Linked DNA regions of Pan troglodytes: region 1 is linked to region 2. A link is a contact called in public Hi-C data. All regions are on one chromosome and are shown on one strand. Each heading gives the region's core, a stretch centred on a gene start, on an enhancer-like site or on the middle of the called end of the contact. The rest is flanking DNA. Distances are from core to core; before and after follow the strand shown.

Region 1 (6,681 bases), core at 2,359-4,858, 580 kb after region 2:
TGTCCAAGGGTCACTAGACGACCTCCACTACCACTTAATATGTGTATTTCTGTAGCTTCAAATTAGGGCACCCACTCTCATCCTCTGGATCCTTTCCTGGGACTAAGAGCCTAGCCAGGCTTACTGAATAGTGTCACAAAAGGTGAATTAGAATAGGACTGAAGGGTACAAGGCTATTGTAGGCCTAGTCTGAACATTGATAACCCTACAACCTTTACTAAATCACTTAACCTCCCAGTTTACTCATCAGTAAAATAAGGGGATTGGACTAATTTATAGTGTTAGTCCCTTCCTGCTGGAAAAAAGTTTGTGATTCTAAGTCACAGGACTCTTTTGGACCCCAGAGAGATGTTAAAACAAATGGTCATCCCTTCAGTACCATGGAGAGTGCAGTGGGCTACCACAGAAGCCACTTGGGCCACCTCAGTACCATAGATAGAGCTATGAGGTGCTAGAGGGGCTGTTTGCCATTTTAGCATCGCAGATACAACACAGAAAAGCTAGAGCTTTTTTTTTCGTTCCTATCTGAAAACCATAGAAAAAAACCCAGTGGTACCAGAGGGATTATTTTGGCCTTTTAGATGTCACTGAAAATAGAAAGAGCTAATAGAAAATAGATGTAACTAGAAGAATTTTAATTAGCTATAAGGAGCATCCTGACAGTTACAGTTTGTACATCCTGGAATGAGTTACTGAGGCATCATATTTGGGTCCATCACATTCTGTTGCTCTCCTGGGGATTCCCGGAACATCCTGGTGTACAGCCAATCTGGTATATTCAGAGGAAGCAGATGGTGGAGGCGTGGGGCGGGGGGGCTGGGAATACTGCATGGTCATAGCTGACTAACCTATGGGCACATACTCTCATTCTGAGAAGATTCTAGGGCCCCTAAAACTGTCTGTAGGATAGCAAGCAAAATCTCTTAGGAAGCTGGCCTCATATCTGAGGCAAGAAGAGTCAGAAAAGGGCAAAGCTTCCTATCCCAAAACAAAACAACAATAAACCACTTTGCACATAGCAGTTTCCAGAACAGAAATAGAGTGATATACAAGAAGGCCCAAACTGAAGCTGAATTCCCCAGCACGGAAAGTTTCCCCAGAAGGTGGCCTAAAATCAACAAAACTCACTGAGATACCTTCTTAGGCCCAATGAAGATCTGAATCATCTCCATATCAAACCAGGTTCCAGACACCTGATCCCATGATTTTTTTCTCAGTAGGGGAAAGAACTGACAGGGACTGGGATACTTTGAACTGCCTTGGAACCGAGGTCATGCATATATTGCCCCTGGACAATAATCACAGAGTTTTCTATAGTCAGGCCTTAAACACCATCCTCGAGACTTGGCCAGACAGCAGCACTGACCTACTTTCCACCCCCACTGGGAATCAGGGGTTATCTTGCCCTTATTTGGATTCTATAAGGATGCGGGGCCAGGGATAGATATCAGAAACCTTTCAAAAGCAATAGGCCAATTATCCTTACATGCCGGGGGAGCTGGTAGGGAAGTGGGTGTGGACCACTAAACCTTACTCAGTAGAGAAGGATGGAATGCTTGGTGAAAAGACTTAGAAACAACAAGGACAGGTACATAGAAGTATTTGCTAAATGGACCACAAAGACTGTCCCTCAAGTCTTGTGATTCAAAAGTTTTTAGGGTCAAAGTGTAAGGAGCAAGGGTTCAGGACTTCTGGGGTCCAGTTGTAACTGCCTCTGGTCACCTCTAACACGATGGTTTTCCCTCTTGAGAATCCTACACCTCCCAAATCTGCTAACAATTATGATTACCACTGCACTAGATGGGGTTAAAAGGAAAGGGAGCTTCTAGGGCGGTCTACATTCAAAAGACTACCTTGATCATACAGACACACCAGTAGTTCACTTTTATGGTCTCCTCTCCATGGCCCTCTGAACCTCACTGCTCAGATAGCTCCTCCTAACCCGCTCCACTCTGCAGCTCACCAGCCTTTTTAGACTGAGATCTTGGTAAAGCCTCCTTCCCTCTGTCCTCACTCTCCTGAGTTAGGGACATGGAACCTCAGCCATGGACTTCAAAGGTACAGCAGGAGGCGAGAGGAAGGCACACCTGCTCACCTGCTGCCATCCCACCATGGGGAATCTTATCCCAGAGGCATGTCCTAACGCAACCCCGATTTTGATTTTGAAAGTTCTGGAAGACCTGGGTTTGGGAAAGAGGGGCATGTAGCCAGCCCTAAGTCCCTTTAAGTGGAGCTGACCCTAGAAAAGTCAGTCTTAGCACCCACGTGAGCCTCGGTCCTCAGACTGGGAGGTAGGGGCGATCGAGGGAGCCTCTGGGAAAATCCCCCTCCCAGAAATAGATTGCTAAGTAGGGTAGGACCTGCTATCCTGCCGGAGAGGTTTTTCCAGCAGCACCCCAGACCCCTCCCCAGGAAGATAAGCCAGAAGGATGATGGGGGGCAGGGTTGGGAGATAGGGAGGCCAAGGCTCAGCTACCCCCGGCCAGGAGAACAAAAGCTGAGTTACAGCCGCCTCCGCTGCTGCCGCGGGCCGAGCTCTTTGTGACACTTTGTTTGGGACGCAAAGAGGGAAGCACCCCCCATCCTTTCCCCTCCCCCGCCACCCCGTGCTCCCAGAGAGTTTGGGCTCCTTCCCCCTCCCCCACCAGCCCTACCTGGGCCGGGGATTGGGGGGTGCACATCCACTCAGGCTCGCGGCTCTGCCGCCCCTCACCCCCAGGTCCCTCGCGCCCTGCCTTCGGGCCCCTACAAAGACACCCGCTACCTCCCCCGCCACATCCCCCCCGTTGGCCCTTCATTTTGGTGTCTGCTCCCCCAGCTCTTCCACCTGGCCCCCCCTCCCTTGGGGCCCCCCAGCTCTCCAGGCTTCCGAGGCCGCCACCCCCACCCCGCCCCCCCAGGAGCTCTGGGCGAAGTTTGCTTGGGGCCGAGCCGGCGCCCCTCCCCCGCCCCCGCCCCCTGCACCTGCTCCGAGCCGGGCGCGCTGAGCGGGCCCCCCCTCCGGGAGGGGGGAGGGGGCCGGGGGCGGGGGCCGGGTGGCGGACGGGGGGGCCCGGGAGTGGGGGGAGCGGCTACTCACGAGCCCCGGGCGGGCGGCGGCGGAGCGGGCGGCGGCGGCGGCGGCGGCGGGCGGCGGGCGGCGGGCCGGCGGCGCGGGCGTCAGCGTTACGTGGGGCCGGGGGAGATGCGCCGGGCCCCGGCCCCCCCGCCCCCGGCCCGGCCCCCGCCCCCTCCCCGGTCCCCCGCCCCCGGCCCTGGCCCGCATTGTGTGCGGCGGGAGGCGGCCCGGCCATTAGCATGCGGGGGGCGGCGCGGCGGGGCTGGGAGCCGCGCGGGAGCCGGGCTCTGGCTCCGGGGACAGGGAGCTGGGGACCCCGGGAGCCGCGAGAGGCGGCCGCCAGGGGCGGGGTGCGGGCGGTTTGGAGACGGGGGGCGCTGTCGGAGGGAGGGAGGAAGGGAGGGAGCGGGGGTGGGGCGCACAGAGGATTCCAACAGGAGACTGGAAGAGATTTTGAAAGGTCATCTCGTCCTTCCCCCAGCCTCCAAGCAGCACTGCCCCTCCCTCCCTAAACCCGGACATACCAGGGAAGGAGTTGGCTCTGCCGCTCTTTCTGCCCCAACATGCACAGACTCGGGAAGTTCTTCCTGGGGTTTTATCTCAAAGCCTCTCCCTTACAATTTCTGTCTCTCTTTTGGGGGAGGAGGAGGGGCGATTATAGAGATAGTTAATGTCGGCCGTATAAGAAACATTATTAAAGTTACTCTTCGGTCCTTTCCGTTCTTGATAAACAATTCCTGCGCCTTCCTCTCGAATTCTATTTTCCATTCCTCAAGTCACTTTAATGGCTCTTCAATACAACAAATATTTACTGAGTGCTTACTAAGTGCCAGGCACTGGGCTCAGCGCTGTGAGGGATGAGAAAGAAGTGGTACCTTCCTTCCAGGCGATTGTAGTCTAGACTACAAACTGGTGAGTAGTATACTCAGATTTAGTCAATATTTACTGAATGCCTGTTCACCTATCTAATAGTATATAATCTTTCCAATAACCCTCTATAATTAAATTAGCCCCCATTTACAAGTAAGAAAAATGAGGCTTCAGGAAGTCTGTTTCCCCAGTGGCCTGCAGGCTCGGGGATCCTCAGTGCAAGCCCAACATCTCACATCGCCACCAAATAAAATCAATGCACGTGGGAATTGAGGAGGAGTAGACACACAGCAGTTTTCTGGATCTCTTTAAAACGTGACTCCCACTCCCCGGGAAAGAAAAGAGTAGATACAATGACCCGCCGATGTTGGCACAGCACTGATGGGGCAGGAGTGGCTTACAAAAAATCACTTGCCTCCTAGGACCCTGCCTCCCTCCTCGTACTAACTTCTAGAGTCTTCTGGCACAGTCTCCTCTTATCGTCAACAACAAGAAATAATAATAGTGATGATGATCATAGCCACTAACATTGAGCACTTGTGTACCAGGTACTGGGCTAAGCTCTCTTCCATGCTGGAAGCAACCCCTTGAGACTGGTATTATTAACTTCCTTTTATAGATAAGGGAACACAGAGATTAAGCAACTTGCCAAGGGCACCTAGGTAGATCTGGGATTTGTTTTGATCTATAGAGTATATTTGGGCCCAGCTGGTTCTGCTCCCGACTGTAGAAATGTGTCCCCAGCTTCCTTCTGAATAACACTTTTAGTGTACGGGCATCAGACTTATCAGTGTGACCTCATCAGCACCACTAATAGTTATTAAACACCCACCCTGAATCAACAACTCTTCACAGTCATATTGTTAGCCCCCTTTTATCAGTGAATAAACTGAGGTGCGAATAGGTAGAAAAACATATCTATCAGGACACACACAGTGGCCCACACCTGTAATCCCAGCAGTTTGGGAGGCCAAGCAGGGAGGATGGCTTGAGCCCAGGAGTTTGAGACCAGCTTAGGCAACATTGTGAGACGACCCTGTCTCTACAAAAAATTTAAAAATTAGCCAGGCATGGTGGCATGTGCCTGTGATCCCAGCTACTTGGGAGACTGAGGCAGGATGATTATTTGTGCCCAGAAGGTGTTGGCTACAGTGAGCCATGATCATGCCACTGCACTCCAGCCTGGGTGACAGTGAGCCCCTGTCTCAATAAAATAATAATAATAATAATAATAATAATAATAATAATAATAATAATGTATCCAAGATCACACAGATGGAGAAGCAGCAGAGCTAAGATTCCAGCTCAGGTCTGTCTGGCTATGAGGCACCTTCTCTCTCAAAAATATTAATTGTTGCAATAGCATCCTTCCCAAGACTCACTATTTGAGGACCATGAGATAGATAGATAGATAGATAGATAGATAGATAGATAGATAGATAATGTCCAGTTGCAGGTTATCATTGAATCAAAAACAATCCCCACCATAAACAGGGTCCCCCCCCATCCACTGAGTCAGTGTTCAGTTCAGAGTAAAACCTTCAAGAAAGAAGGAAGGGAGACTGTCCAGAAAGTGAGAGGCAAGAAAGCCACTGGAATTCAACCTTACCTGGTCTGGGGGCAAAGCTGCAAGTAGTAATGACAGGGGACCGATCCAGACAGAAAGTAGGATCTCTAGGGAAGGACAAATAATTTGAGGAGGAAGCCAAAGAAAGGAGTAAGATCATATGGAAATGAGGGGGAATTGAGGTCCAGAGTGATAGTGTCCATGGGGATGAGGTAAGTGAAACCAGAAAAGGAACCCAGGATGGGCAGAAATGAGGGTAATGAGAAATGGGAACAGAGTGAGGTCGGCCTAGACATCTTGTGGAGTGAACTGAGGCCGGTATCTACCCAGGGCCACTCCCTAGATCCTTAGGCCTTCATAGAAACCTTTGCCCCACCACACCCCATCCCTGACAGCCTTTCTCTGCCAGGACAAGTTTGTCGTCTGCTCTGAGCTATCAAGCCCCTTAGGAGACCTAGGACCCAGCTGGGTCCCATCCCTTTGGAGTAGCTGCTTCAGACTAGGTAGGTGTGAGGACCTGGACCTCAAATCCCTGGATATTGGGAGTGGGCAGAGGTGTAGCTGAAAGATACGTTGTTGCATGTCCTGTCTCCTAATAGACAGAACCTATAACACATTTTTCCCAGCCTAGGAAGCACCTAATTCTTGTGGGCAAAGGAGCCATGGAAGATAGAGCTGGTGAGCAAGAGCAGGAGAGACACAGCCTTCGTCTGGAAAAGCTACAACACTGGGCAAGGCACAGGCAGAGTGGGCACCTCTTGGTGCTAGCGGTGAGGCCAGGCTACCCCATCCCAGGTCTCAGCATGTCCACTTCTACCCAATTCAATTCCATCCATCCATCCATCCATGTTAAGTGAGCACCTACCATGTGCCAGAAACTGAGCTAGGTTCTGAATGGGAGGAGGGTAGAGGAAAACATAGAAATAAACAAGGCAAGACCCTTAATCTCCCAAGTAGCTTCCATCTTGTGGGGGAAAACATACAGGTAAGTAACTAAACTACAATATGAGGCAGAAAAAATTAAATGATACTTAATTTTTAATGATCACGTCCTTGCTCTGGGTTGACTGCTTTCCTCCACCCTGCATTCAATCCCATTTCCTGATCTCTAAAGAGGTAGGAGTTATGAGGAGGGAATCCCTGACAGTTCCTCCCCAATTACCCTACCCTTACCCCCAGGTGAGCC
Region 2 (7,531 bases), core at 1,546-4,045:
CACCCTCAGGGACCTTCGTAAAGGCAGAGCTGATCAGCTTCCTTCCCTTAGGCGTAACATACTCATCCCATCCCACACTGTATCTCAGTTTTTCTTAATATCTGACAACTGAGCCAGGTTTGCAAATAGCAACTCTTAAATTAAGAATTTCACTGTCCTATCCTCATCCTACAGAGAAAGGAAGGCTGTTTTGCAGTCTTGTAGTAGTAATAAAGTCTGTTTCATCAGCCACTTTGCACTTTAGCTCATCCATATCTTAAAACAAAACAAACTAGTCCCCCAAGTTTCTTCCACTTTTTTTTAGGGTAGCAGTTTCCCAAATCTTAGCCTATGGAGATGAGGCTGCAGAATGAAAGAGGTTGGGGCAAGGGTACTCACGGCAAGGCCAGTGGCAGTGACTGCCAAAAGCAAGCCAAGCAAGAAGCAGCAGATACATCTCTTACGTGGGTATCTGCGCCCAATAGATGACCTGTGGGGAGGCAAATAGAAATGGATGCTTTCTATGGCCTTGTAGTTTTTACTCCATACATCAATAACCAGCTCAATCCCTAATCACTTACACTTTCCTGCAGTGAGGACAACGTGCCAAGGTGCGGTCTGTGAACTCTGTCCACTATGGAGAAAGAAAACGAAAATAATAGCACAAGCAGGGTCCCCCTCAATGAGAACCTTGGGGTGGGGATGCAGAACATGTTCCCATAGGACAGACCTTTCAGGGGTCATTACCATTACTCTAAGAAATATACTCGAAATGACTCTTAGTCTCCTTTCCCCTCCCCTTCCCAATACCCCTTCCTCACCAGAAAAGTATTCTTGCAATGTCCACAGATAACCCTGACACCCATGGGTTGGGGTTCTGGACTCAGAGGTCCGGGATGCACAGGCCCCAGGTTGATGATTCTTTTGCTACACAAAAGAAAAAGACTTGTATTTTCAAACTTGTGTTTGAAAAATTTTTAATCCTAAAAATCTTCACAGTCCCTGTTTCACATCCCCCACTCCCTGTCTATTAAGTCACTCGACTTCTCTGTACTTAAGATACTCTGTCCCCTAACTTTATACCCTCAAGAATCCTTGAGAAAGAAAGAGCACTGTTTAAACTTCAGGTCCCCAATTCCCCTCCGACCTCAGGATAACACACCCAGTCCCCAAGGCTCTCTATTCTCCGAAACGACATCATTTCATCTCAATATTTTTATTGAGAAACGAGAAAGACAGCTATAACATTCCTGAGGCACATGCTTCAAAGCCTTTTCTCCTAAATAAACACTAGGCTCTCTCACCTTTACATTCTCTGTATACGCTCATCCTTTTTTGACTTTCCAGTTCCCCACTTAGGCCCTTCCCCACCTTATGCCTCTTACCAGTAGGGCCGAGGGCATGCAATCCGTTGGGATGTCACTTTGCAGATAAGGAGACAGTTACAGGGGCATCGAACATATTTTTTCCCTGGGGGTGCATTCTTGATTGGCTAGAGAATAATAGGGTCATCAGCAAGCAAACCTCTAATCCCAATCCCCTCCACTTCCCTCCAAAAACACTTTATGAGATCAGAAAAATAAGGTGCTAGCCAGGAAGGAGAAATAAAAGAAAGACTATATCATGAGATTTGCAAATAGGAACTAGGCTAGGTGTGAAAGTGAGAGAAAGTGAACATTAGCTTTGGTGAGTGGCTTCTGGGGAAATGGCTGTGTGAGACACCTGGGAACTGAAACCTGGGTATCATCAAGAGCACTTGGCTAACAGCCGGAAGGTCAGGGTCTAGAACCAAGACATCAGAAAGAGGATCCAGGAAACAGGGCCCATTTCATAGATATGTATAACTCACGGTGGCTTCATTGCAGACACCACATTTGACTACATGCTGATGCATCTTGCCTTCCACGTTGATGAGAGATTGGCAGACTCGGCAGGTGATCATAGGGGCACTCCCACTGTCCGGGCTAGTTAAGGGTGAATAGGGGGGTGGGTCCTCCCCAGGCAACACGGCTGGATGCCCCTCGGGAAACGGGGGAAATGCTGGAGAGGAAGCAAATAGAAGGGCTGGGATCACTTACACCCCCACTGATGCTCCACGGTGGTAGGGAAGTCTTTCTGATCTTCAACCCTCTGACCAAGCTCGGAGGGCTTCTCATAATTGGCACTTCTATCAGGTTGCTCAGAACCCCCTTCCGTCCCTAGGCTGTGGTCGCGATTACGGAGGGAAGGAAGCCTCGCCCAGTCACAGGTGCAGCAGTCCCGCACCTGGCGACTGGGACCCGCCTCCGCCCTCGGTCCCGCCCCCTCCCCGGCTTTCAGAGTACCCCGGGGAGCACCTCGGACCCGCCCCGGCTTACCCTGGGGCGGGGCATGTTTACCGGCTCCGTACGGTGGTGCGGAGGGGGTCAGGCCTCCCCCGGGCCCAGCCCCACTCCCGCCGGGCCCCACTAAACCGTTGCCGCCCGCGCCACCGTCGATGGGCTCAGACAGCAGCGGGGAACGCTCTCCATCTGCCGCCATGGCCGCCACCGCCGCCTCCCGCTCAGGTCGGCGATCCGGCTCCCTTCGCCTCTGCCGTCGCCGCAGCCACCGCCACCGCCGCCACCGCCACCGCCGCTACCGGGTCCCCAGGGCGCCTGCGCGCCGCGCGCCCAGCTCACTCCGCAACCAGTGGCCTGCCCCGCCCCGTTCCGTCTAGCAGCACGTGATAGGCTATCCCCGCCCGGGTCATGCTATTATTCGCGTAGATAAACCAATTCCTGGTCCTGTGAAGGCAGCTCTCCTTTTCCATTGGGGAGCGACGCACAAACGTCAACTGTCACATGACCTGCCAGATGCTGCTGGGCTTGCAAAACCTGCACGTGACTAGAGGTTCTGCAAGCTATTGGGAGCGACGCCCATCGCGCTACCTCCAGACCAGGAGGTAGGGCTAGGCTGCGTCTGCTCAACTGGTCACGTGTTTCTGGAAGCTGCACGGTCCCTGTTGCTCTGCTCCTCATTGGTTCAAAGACACCACTAAAACACTTTTCTCCGGCTTTGCGTTATAGCTGGTTTCCTATTGGCTGGTGACTTTCCTTCTTTCGTCCTGTGATCCTAGCGGCGCAACTGCATTGGCCCGAACTTAGCGCCAGAACATGGGGGGCGTGGCTTATGCATTTTAAAGGAGGCTGGGCGGGTGCAATAAAGCAGTGCGGAAGCTTGGGATCTTCTGAGCGGGGAGAAAATGGACGGTGGGGAACAGTAGACAAAGTTAGCTGTTCTACTCAAAGAAGTACCTTTAAAAAGTCAGAGTAATGAGGTACCAGAAGGAAATGGATTAAAAAGTTAAGATTATCACTCCAGCCTTTGTCGCTAGAGTCACTTTCAGGACAGGACACAAGACTGGGTTTTCCTGGAAGCTGTCCTTACAGAGCCCCGTCTTTCCCCATTGCTGATCAAATTGTTAAATTATCTTTTCATTAGTGTCTCCACTACTAGAAGATTTCATCGTTTTACTAAAAAAAAAAAAAAAAATTCAGTAGAGATGGGGTCTTGCCTATGCTGGACTCAAACTCCTGAGTTTGATCTCCCGCCTAAGCCTTCCCAGTAGCTGGGACTACAGGGACAAGCCACCGTGCCTTTACTCAATTTTATGACCGCCAACCTTTAACATACGCACAAGTCTGTAGATTGGATTAATCAAATACAAGGTTATTTTCGTCACCTTATTTGACAGATGGGACAGTCTTTAGACCTGTCTCAACTTTGCTTCCAGCAAAGGGGCAGTGCCTCCTCCCCTACCTGAAGTCTCGTGTGGTCTTTATGGGCGCCTGAACCACACCTGGATTTTTTCCCAAGTCATAGCCCAAACTGGGACTGCTTTAAATATGGGAAGCAACAAGGAATTGATAAAAACAATAAACCCCGAGGAGGTCCATTATCAATTTGGCTAGCAGACTCTCCACTAAGAAAGGAAGTGCATCAAAGAAAGTACAGCCAGCCCCAAATATGTAATAACAAAGGAACTGCAGATGTCCCAGCACTTGGCTGCTACAGGGGCTGGAGACTTCACCTAGGTCCTGATTTTTTTAGACAGGGTTTTCTCAGGCCAGCTTCTACTTGGAAGCTAGTAACCTTCGACCAGTTAGATAAGAGCCCCTAACAGACACTTAAAGAACTAAGGAAGCTCCAGATACAAAATAGGGAAGAGGTTGTAGCTCCATAGTGGGAGGCCAGTCTGCTGCTTTTTCTGCTGTTTGTGGCACACAGACGCTCAAGCATTGTCTGGGGTTGGAGTAGGATCCATTATTTGCGCCCTAGTTACACATATATTCCAAAAACTGTCCTAAAAATATTTTTAAAATATCTACACTTTGTGAAAGACACTCCTTAAAAAAGCTTACACTCTGGGTAGGGAGACAGAATAGTGTAAACATTGACAGTATAACATATCAGGTCAGGAGTGGTGGCTCATGCCTGTAATCCCGGTGTTTTGGGAGGCTGAGGTGGAGGATTGCTTGAGCCCAGGAGTTCAAGGTTACAATGAGCCATGATCTAAACCTGGGCAACAGAGCAAGATCCTGTCTCAAAAAAAAAAAAAATCAGCACTAGTATTTTATTACATGGAAAAATATCAATACTAGAAATTCATGATACAACACATGCTTCATAATAAAAGAATTAAACAATGTAATTCAAGTTCAAGAAAAGAAGAGATCACTTCTAGCTAGAGCAGCCAGAGAAAACTTCTAAAACATAAAGAAAAATGAGTATTGTGCATGGATAACTAGGATCTGAGCTCTGTGTTGAGTAGATCAATAGGCAGAAAAATGCAAAAAGTAATCATAATATTTGGAACTTGCTCACAGTTAATAAAGCTTTTTTTTTTTTTTTTTGAGACAGAGTCTCATTCTGTCGCCAGGCTGGAGTGCAGTGGTGTGATGTCTGCCCACCTCCCGGGATCAAGCGATTCTCCTGCCTCAGCCTCCCGAGTAGTTGGGATTACAAGTGTGTGCCACCACACCCAGCTAATTTTTGTATTTTTAGTAGAGATGGGGTTTCACCACGTTGGCCAGGATGGTCTCAATCTCTTGAACTCGTGATTCACCCGCCTCGGCCTCCCAAAGTGCTGGGATTACAGGCATGAGCCACTGTGCCCGGCCAATAAAGCACATTCATAGTTATATTCATTTTATTTCAGAACCCACTGTGATGTGGACAGGGAAGGCAAGACTATATCTTTATTTTACAGATGTGGAAACTGAGGCTGTGTAAACTGGAGTCATTTAAGCTAAGTGACAGATTGAAATGGAGCTCTAAATCCCCATCTTCTGACTTATGATCTAATATTTTACATTCAAATAATTTGATAGGTAGATTGAAAGGGGCAGAAGCACAGAAGTGGCAGAGAGAAGGTGCTTGGGATGAGCCCCCTTTTATGCTAAATGCCTGGAACATAGAAGCTGCTTGATAGATGGCTCTCTAATTAATTAATGAAGTAACTTAAGCCCCATCTTGGGATAAATTTGCTGGGTACTGAACAATATTGTTAGCTGCAGTTGCAAGCAGGGAGGATATTCAGCTGGGGCACTACAGGGTGGCTGGCATTGGTTGTTTATGGTGCCATTGGTTCTGATTGGTTGGTACCTGTATTATACAGATAAGTCATTTTAATATTATCTCTGGTAAATATTGAGTGTCTCAGGTATTGCCTGATTTTTACCTATGGGGTGGGATCTTCTCACTTAGATTGAGAACATTTGCTAGGACATAAAAAACACTACAGATAGCATAAACGACAAACATTTATTTTCTCACAGCTCTGGAGTCTGGAAGCCCAAGATCAAGATATTGGCAGGTTTGCTTTCTCCTGAGGCTTCTCTCCTTAGCTTACAGATGGCCACCTTCTCACTGTGGCATAAATGGCCTTTTCTCTACACACATTTTTGCTTTCTCTTCCTCTTTCTCTTCTTTTTCTGTGCTTTTAGAGACAGGGTCTCACTCTGTCACCCAGGCAGGAGTGCAGTGGTGCAGTCATAGTCTGTGGCGGCCTTGAACTCCTGGGCACAAGCAATCCTGCCACCTCAGTCTCCCAAGTAGCTGGGATGACAGGTGCATGCCACCATGCCTAGCTAATATTTTAATTTTTTGTAGAGACAGGGTTTCACTATGTTGCCCAGGCTGGTCATTGGTCTCTAACTCCTGGGCTCAAGTGATCCTCTTGCTTTGGTGTCCAAATGCTGGGATTACAGGTGAGCACCACCCTGCCTGGCCTCTCTTCTTCTTATGAGAACAACAGTCTTATTGGATTGTGTCCCCACCATTATGACCTCATTTAAACTTAATTACCTTTTTAAGGGACTTATCTCCAAATATAGTCACAATGAGGGTTAGAGCGTCAACATAAGAATTTGGGGGAACACACTTCAGTGTGTTATATAATAGAATATAAAGACACTGTGAAGATTTCAAAGCATTTTTTTCTTTAGATTTCCAACAAAGTGATAACTAGTACAGTGTGTACATGGCCAGAGGATGGGGTGGAAAACATCTGCTTGGCTTCTATGACCCAAAGTGTCCCAATCTGATTTCTTTTTTTTCACATATTCCACATGCCCTATTTCTTTTTTCCTCTTTCCTGAAGTGGTAATTTACCACCTGTGTGAAAACAACACAATCCCTTACTGCATTTCAAAGGCACAGAAAGTTTCTGGTAATGTGCAGAGTGAGTTAACTAAGACGAGGGGTAGTTTGCCGGGGGTTGGGTGGGATTGGGTAGGGTGTGACCTGGTTTTAAAGAATTAATTTACGTTAATTACATTGGGACTTTGCTCCCTTGTAATTTGCTCCTTGCTCTTCCTGGGCCTCAGTTCTTTGCTCTTTCCTTTAGGGAATTCCTGGCTTCCCTTTCTAGGAGCCAAGGTCTTTGGAATAGAGGATGGTAGGCCAGTCCTTTATCTCTGCTCTGTTCTTCCTGCCACTGAGTGAGGCACAGATGGAAGTCTCACTCTTAGAAAAGAGAAATACAAGTGATCCCTATAACAGAAAGAGAAGGGCTGGATGTGCTGGTTCATGCCCATAATCCCAGTACTTTGGGAGGCTGAGGTGGGAGGATCACTTGAGCCCAGGAGTTTGAGACCAGCCTGGGCAACATGAAGATACCCCATCTCTAAAAAAATAAAAATAAAAAATAGGCGAATGCGGTGGTGCGTGCCTGTAGTCCTAGCTACTTGGGAGGCAGAGGAAAGAGGATCGCTTGAGCCTAGGAGATTGAGGCTGCAGTGAGCTGAGGTTGAGCCACTACACTCCAGCCTGGGTGGCAGAGCGAGACCCTATCTAAAAACAAACAAACAAAAAACAACAACAACAAAAAAAAAACAGGGAAAAACCCTAAAATGTTTTAATTTCAGTAATTGGAGAAAATGGAAGACCAAAGATTATGGTGATAAGGGGAGTAGATATTTTATTTTATTTTTTGAGATAGGGTCTCACTCTGTCACTCAGACTGGAGTGCAGTGGCGCCATCACAGCTCACTGCAGCCTTGACTTCCTGGGCTCGGGTGATTCTCCTGCC

The links. A called contact is a pair of places that touch in the nucleus more often than the background predicts.
Region 1: a contact with region 2 is called in a Hi-C map of stem cell-derived neural progenitor cells, with 4 times the contacts expected there. The contact joins the promoter of TMEM253 here to the promoter of PIP4P1 in region 2. A contact is called at or near these places in 1 of 7 Hi-C or Micro-C datasets (stem cell-derived neural progenitor cells) and 1 of 1 datasets of contacts at active chromatin or transcription factors (stem cell-derived excitatory neurons).

The regions. Positions count from the first base shown.
Region 1 is chr15:19,480,348-19,487,028 of NHGRI_mPanTro3-v2.0_pri, forward strand. It overlaps TMEM253 (transmembrane protein 253), which reads left to right and starts at 3,609. Exons shown (of 8, transcript NM_001246441.1): 1 at 3,609-3,970; 2 at 5,891-5,998; 3 at 6,122-6,265; 4 at 6,675-6,681. The coding sequence starts at 6,158. All of the region lies in intron 1 of ZNF219 (zinc finger protein 219), which reads right to left.
Region 2 is chr15:18,899,556-18,907,086 of NHGRI_mPanTro3-v2.0_pri, forward strand. It overlaps PIP4P1 (phosphatidylinositol-4,5-bisphosphate 4-phosphatase 1), which reads right to left and starts at 2,796. Exons shown (of 7, transcript XM_520669.9): 1 at 2,337-2,796; 2 at 1,829-2,019; 3 at 1,365-1,471; 4 at 801-906; 5 at 561-613; 6 at 379-469. The coding sequence starts at 2,499.